Linked DNA regions of Zea mays: region 1 is linked to region 2. A link is a contact called in public Hi-C data. All regions are on one chromosome and are shown on one strand. The core of a region is the stretch at or near the end of the contact, and the rest is flanking DNA. Distances in the headings are between cores, read along the strand shown. Region 1 holds the start of LOC103627192 (ankyrin repeat domain-containing protein 50). Region 2 holds the start of LOC103627183 (leucine aminopeptidase 2, chloroplastic).

What was found. A called contact is a pair of places that touch in the nucleus more often than the background predicts.
Region 1: a Hi-C map of endosperm shows a contact between it and region 2, with 4 times the contacts expected there. The contact joins the promoter of LOC103627192 here to the promoter of LOC103627183 in region 2. A contact is called at or near these places in 5 of 25 Hi-C or Micro-C datasets (bundle sheath, endosperm, leaf and 1 more).

The regions. Positions count from the first base shown.
Region 1 is chr5:166,673,491-166,676,599 of Zm-B73-REFERENCE-NAM-5.0, reverse strand. It overlaps LOC103627192 (ankyrin repeat domain-containing protein 50), which reads right to left and starts at 1,339. Exons shown (of 5, transcript XM_020538542.2): 1 at 46-1,339. The coding sequence starts at 1,164. It also overlaps the pseudogene LOC103627190.
Region 2 is chr5:166,389,286-166,392,580 of Zm-B73-REFERENCE-NAM-5.0, reverse strand. It overlaps LOC103627183 (leucine aminopeptidase 2, chloroplastic), which reads right to left and starts at 1,777. Exons shown (of 10, transcript XM_020538538.1): 1 at 1,438-1,777; 2 at 774-1,203; 3 at 505-699; 4 at 197-425; 5 at 5-131. The coding sequence starts at 1,512. LOC100274506 reads left to right here and starts at 2,039. Exons shown (of 11, transcript NM_001360603.1): 1 at 2,039-2,225; 2 at 2,571-2,713; 3 at 2,916-2,969. The coding sequence starts at 2,084.

The DNA.
Region 1 (3,109 bases), core at 90-2,589, 280 kb before region 2:
TCTTGAAAGAATAAAGCTGACAAGGAAAAAAACTGCAAGACATACCTCAACTTGGCCCTTTGCAGCCGCGGCGTGCAAGATCGTTGATCCCTGCGCGTCCCTGTATGCCGCGGCGTCGGAGCAGCCGCGCAGGAGGTCCCTGAGCACGGCAAGGCTGCCTCCCCTCGCCGCGGCGTGCACGGCGCGGTTCATCATCTCGCGCCTAAACTCGCCGTCGTCACCCCCGACCGGGCACGCCGGCGCCGCGGACAGCACCGCGTCGAACAGGAGGCGGAACACCTCGGGGCGTCCGCTCCTCGCGCCGGCGTACAGGATGTCGGTGACGCCGTACTCCCCCTCGCCGAAGACGAGCAGCGGCTGCGCCGCGAGCAGCTCCCGCGCGAACCTCTCGTCCCCGGCCGCGGCCGCCGTGTAGAGGAGCCATCCGCCGTAGCCGGCGCGGAGGAGGCGGTTGGCGGCGTCGCCTCCGCCTCCGCGGGATGGGGGCTGCTTGTCGTTATCGGGCTCGCAGTCGAGCAGCAGGCGGCGGGCGACGGCGGCGCGGTTCCTGGCGGCGGCGTCGAGGCGCGCGTCGTCGTCCCAGACGGACTCGAGGCGGCGGATGCGGCGGAGCGAGGTGAGCTTGACGAGGAGGTTGGGGTCCAGGCGCAGGAGCTCCCGGACGAGGTCGTAGTGGCCGTTGGCCGCCGCCCAGTCGATGGGCGTGGCGTACCACCACTGGTCGCCCGTGCTCTCCCACCGCAGCGGCAGGAACGGGTCCCCCGGTTGCTCCGTCGCCAGCTGCACCTCCATGGGCTCCAGCAGACTATACTGACTAAAAGCTGGGAGGTGGTTTGCGCTGTGGAAACGAACCATGGGAACCCAAGTAAAAATCAGGCGCCTGACCTGAGACGCATCCGGTTTCCGGAGCCAACCGTCCAGCAAGCTTTTCTGGCCGGCCCCGCCAAGAGGAGGAACACGGACACCACGAGCACGAGATGAGACGGCGGTATAAAGTGATGGAGCAGTTTGGGAATGTGAATGAAGGACAAAAGGCCCAGCCAGGACCAGGTCATTCCAGTCCAACCTCTCATTTTTTTTCTCTAGTAAAAAATTATGAAACACCATAGCAAGAGCCAGGAATGCAGGCGCAAGTTTTGCAGCGGAAGCAACGTTTAGATCCATAGAAGAAGAAAAAAAACAGCAAGTAAACAAGAGAGCAGGCACGGATTTGGGCTCACCTGCTTCTCCTGTTGCCTGAAGCTATTTTTACCGGCTGGCTTTCTGTCCATTTTCCCCCCTGCTATTCGGCATCAGTTTTTGTACAGCAACGTGGAGCACGCTAGCAGAAAGTAAAAAAAAAAACCTTGACGAGTTATTACACTTTATTTATACAGACAGAGAAAAATTCTGCGTCTTGCAGGCGTTCACGTACCGGCGTCCGGCGGTGGAAAGTTCGAGTGAGACACGAGAGACGGGAAGGGCCCAAGGAATACGCGCTCAGGATAATGATGTAGACCGGCATCTCGGAAGCCAGCTTCTCTCTTGCTTGCTATTTTTCCTTGGAAATATCGGTGATAAGCGAACCTACAAAAGGATAAGGTTGGGTTTTTTTCTCAGAGCCGATTTGATGATCAGCTTTCACGGAAAGATCCATACAGAGAAATCGTTGTCATTCAATTTTAAATAAAAAGAAGATTTTTTTTCTATAGATCTATTCGTGATCTCTGGACACCAAATCAACCCTCAGGATGTTAACCGCCCGTGTTGTTTTCGCTTGTGTTTGGATTCTCAATAAAAAAAACCAGAATTCCAATATTTCTTAAAAAAAATCTGGGACGTTGAATTCTGAACGAAAAAAGCATACGCTATAGGTTATAAGTGGGAAAAATCTTCTCTATTGGATCTATTAGAAATTTGAAATAATTTATAATAGAATTTGAAGAAAGCCATATAAATTTAGAGATGTAAAACTTTTGTTAGTAGTAGCCATATGTCTTAACCTCGCAACATGTGCATTGTATCAATCTATATAACTTTTTTTTGTCAATTTTTAAAAGAATCCCGTTCTGTTTTTTAATTGAGTGACAATCTAGGTAGATTAATGAGCGTTTATGTTGAGATACATAGAGATTAGTTTATAATATAGTAGAGTGAGTATATTGTTTTTATGTGATTATCAAGCCATGGAAGACTTGTTCATTGCACGTGGCTTGATGGAGGTTGATGCTTGTGTAGCATCTCCACTGAAGGAGATGGAATCGAATGTATAGGGTAAAGGTGTAAGTGCAATCAAGCTCTAATATGGGTTTTGATGATAATGACCATATCGTTAGAGTACTGATAATAAAATTTGAGTTCAAAAGCTAGTGATAAAAGTATGAGGATGTGCTACGATTTTGTGGAGCCCCCATTTACAAAGATGTGTAGTGACGATTCCAAAAGAACAGTTTCAATTCTTTTATATTTTGAATTTGAGTATAGGAACCGCTATAAAGGTAAGAGATTGGAGCACTAGCTCCTCCACGTAGTTGGAGGCACACTCTATTAGTAAGGATGTCTCTGTAGCAAGTTAAATATCACTCCCAGTAAGAAAGATAAAAGAGAACAAGGAGTATCATCTTTGTAAGGTACTACTCCAAGAGTAGTGTCACTCCTAGTTATCGATGTAGTTGTTTTTTCCAAGAGTTGTGTCGTTGTTGTGAGCATGATATTCACCCTTGGGAACATGAATCGAGTTAGAGCAAACCCTAATGAGATGTTGAACACACCAAAGAAGCCTTTGTATCTCCTCATCCTTGGTCCCCACCTTTGGATCCCAACAAGGGTGTCTAAGCCAAGTTGGAGGCTAAGTCTGTATCAAGTTTGAGCCCATCTCAGAATCTAGGACTAACCTAAAGGAAAGTGGACACCCGGAAATACAGACTCCATTCTTGATGATCCACCTGTGGAAGTAAATATAATTTCATAGGATAACTGATGACTTTGGTTTTACATTGAAATTCCATCACAATCAACATAAATTATCAAAATAATTTAGCATCCATAATTAAGACAGGTGTTGTGTCGCCATCTTTTTATATTGTCAGGACATGTAATGTGTAGGCCCACTAGTGGAGTATGAATAGGG
Region 2 (3,295 bases), core at 528-3,027:
GTACCTCGACTCCAGGCGGCTTGATCTGTCCCAAAACCTCTGCTGCACCAAACACCGCCGCCGCGCCTCCCATGTCCTTTTTCATGAGCTCGATGGTGGCGACCGGTACGGCCTTGATGTTGTAGCCGCCGCTGGAGACGACAGAGGTGAATCGAGCATCCAAAAATCAAGTATTCGGTGTTGAAAGTATACGAACCTGTCAAATGTTATGCCTTTCCCAACAAGAGCCAGCTTCCTCCTGACGTCACCACCGCGGGGTTTGTAACACAGGTGGATAAAGTAAGGCGGGTTTGTCTCAGAGGCCGCTGCGACTGCCAGGTACGAGCCCATCTTCAGTTCCCTGCATTTCGCCGCATCTAGTATCGTGGCTGTGAACACGTCGCTGTACGTCGAAGCGATCTTCGCCGCCGCCTCCGCGAGAGCACCTGGAATGGAACGAATGATTTTTATAACAGAAGGACGAAGGAGAACCACTCCGTCAATTGATACGGCAAACCTACTGACCAGGGGTAAGGACATTGGCAGGAGAGTTCACAAGATCTCTCGCAAGCATGACCCCTGACGAAAGACGGTTAGCATGGCGAAGTTTCTGGTCCAGCTCCGGCCCAGATCCCAGCCCAATCAGGTCTACCTGTTTCAGATGCACCTTTTCCCACTCGGACTTGTATCTGTTGTCCTCGTACAGTCCAAGCACAGTTCCTGCAATATACAGTTCAAATTCAGATTCAATTCAATTAATCCGGCGAGCAAAGCATCACGAGGTACTACAGTACCAGAAGCAATTGCCGCGGCAGCATTCAGCCTGGACTCCGGTCGGACCACAGCGGGGTCGGCGACAAGGATGGCGGCGCTGGTGGCCCGAGCAGCCCTGGCAACTGACGCGACGGATTCGCCTAGGCCATGCAGGCACCCGGCGTCGCGGTCGCGGTCGCGGGCGGCGAAACCGACGAGAGCCACCCGCTTGAACCGCTGCCCCCGCACGCGGAGAACCACCGACTGCCCGGGCCTGCCGGCGAACTCCTCCTCTGCCGCCGCGGCCCGCAGGAGGCCGCCGAGCTGGACGTCGAGCCTCCTCAGGACGGCGTTCTCGAACTCGGAGCCCGAGACGTGGGGCTGCACCTGCACGTCCTTGTCCGTCACGGCGACCGCGAGTATGTCGCCGTCCCAGTCCGAGAATTCGCTGTCCTTAGCTGCAAAGCTGATCTGAGACAACAGACAACAGCGCGCGCGCGGGTTGAGCGGCGTGCGGTCGACGGTAGCACTAACACTGTCGCGGATGGCTTGTGCTAGCTAGGCGGATGATCGAATCGATTCCGCTTTCCACGTACGGGAATCCGAACCAAACCACTAGATGCATATATATAGGAATTGACAGGCCGATCCTGGTGAATCAAGGCATCGTATGTAGTTGGAGTAGAAACAAAACAGGCGGCGCACCTGAGGCAGTTCGACGGCGGCGTTGGGCCAGGTCAGGCCGAGAGTGGCGGCGGCGGCAGTAGCGGCGTCACCCATCGGAGACAACAGGAAATGTGCCGGCCGGAATGTGGGAGGCGTGCGTTGAACTGATAGCTAGCGTGGCGAGGACCCTTGGAATGCGAGAGCCGAGAGGGCGTGCGCTGAATTCCTGCTGCTCACTGTGGAGTGTGGACTTCACTCGCTAGAAGACGGGGACGAGGCTTTATAGAAAGGGTAAAAACGTTGTCAGGAGATAAATTTTCCATCTCCTGCCATGGCGGTGGCGGCTAATTCATTCATTGAACCTTGGGCGGGGCCCGCGATGACGGATGTTGCGGACTCTCGAACGGAGAACGGGCGAGGGCTTTGTGTATGTTGTAGTTGTAGTTGTAGCGTGTAGCCGTGTAGGCAACCGTTCTCACCCGTTTCCCTGATCTGCCATCCACCGTCGTGGCGTTCCGCCAGAAGCCATCCGTCGCCATCGGAGCTGCCAAAGCAAGCAGACTGCAGGCAGCCACACCAAACGTGCCAAACCCCCAACGCCATCCTCTATAAACGGCTTCCTCGCGGGCTCCCCCTCCCCCTCCCCGACTCCTCCCCATCGCCCATCGCCGCCCTCCGATCCTTCATGGCCGCTGCCACAGCCGCCGCCGCCGCGCTCGCCTCCCCGGCGGGCCTCTCCACATCGCTGGCGCGCCGCGGCCTCGTCAGCTTCGCACCCGCGCTCCGCCCCGGCCCTGACCGCAGCTCTCGCGCCGTCGCCCTCCTCGGTACGGCGTGCGGACCTCATCTCTAGAGTCATAGCAGTAGTTTGCTTTGATTTCGTGGGTTGTTAGGCTCTGCATCGTCGGGGAGCTGCTGGCGATTACTGTTAAAAGGATTCCACGGTATTTTGAACAGTGTATTGAAAATTAGAACAGGTTTAGTGATCCTGCTCTTGGTGATGGATGCTTCCCTCAACTTTCAGTGTAACTTGTGTGAAGAAAGCATGTATGATGGTGCCCTTGCCTAGTTATTCATAAGGAAACACTGTAGTTTGAACATTACATCATTTCAATTATCAACAAATAAACTAATTAATACTTTTTTTACTAAGTAATAATTTGTATTTACAGGTGTACGAACTCATGTCACGGCTGTTGATCAAGCCATTGTAAAAGGTGATACAAAGTTGGAAGGTCCTGTGGTTGTTGTTACTGGTGCTTCCAGGGGGATTGGAAAAGCCACTGCATTGGCTCTTGGAAAAGCAGGCTGCAAGGTTACAAGTTTAAGTAATCTGCTTATAAATATAGAGAAGTTTATCAAATGTGTATGCTTCTCTTAAACTCTGCACAAACCTCAAGCCCACAATGGCCATTGCTAGACCAAGCTGTTAGATTGTCAATTTAAATGGACCATTATGCATAGTGGATAAATGGTTTTATCATCAGAATAATATGAAAGCTGTATTTAAACTGCAGGTCTTGGTGAATTATGCTCGATCTTCAAAGGAGGCTGAAGAAGTCTCCAAGGAGGTAAGCTTCAATTGTGGCAAGTGGCCTCTTAAATAAAATACTTTGGTTTCCTCTTCTTTCTTCTTCTTGTTTTTTTTTTTTTTTGCGCTCATCAAGCAATGCCTGGAAGACAAGAGTTAAGCACAGAAAAAAGACTTAAAATCCAATGACAGGATGCTATGTTTAAATTAAATTTTGCTAGGCTGACATCTACATTAAACATATATTGTGACTGATAAATTAATTTCTCGATAAGTTTCTTTCCAATCCACTCAAAGTTTGCGGACTTCTATTGAAATATTTACTGCTTCTTCCTGAAGTATCCTTTATGTTTCTCTTAAAGAAAA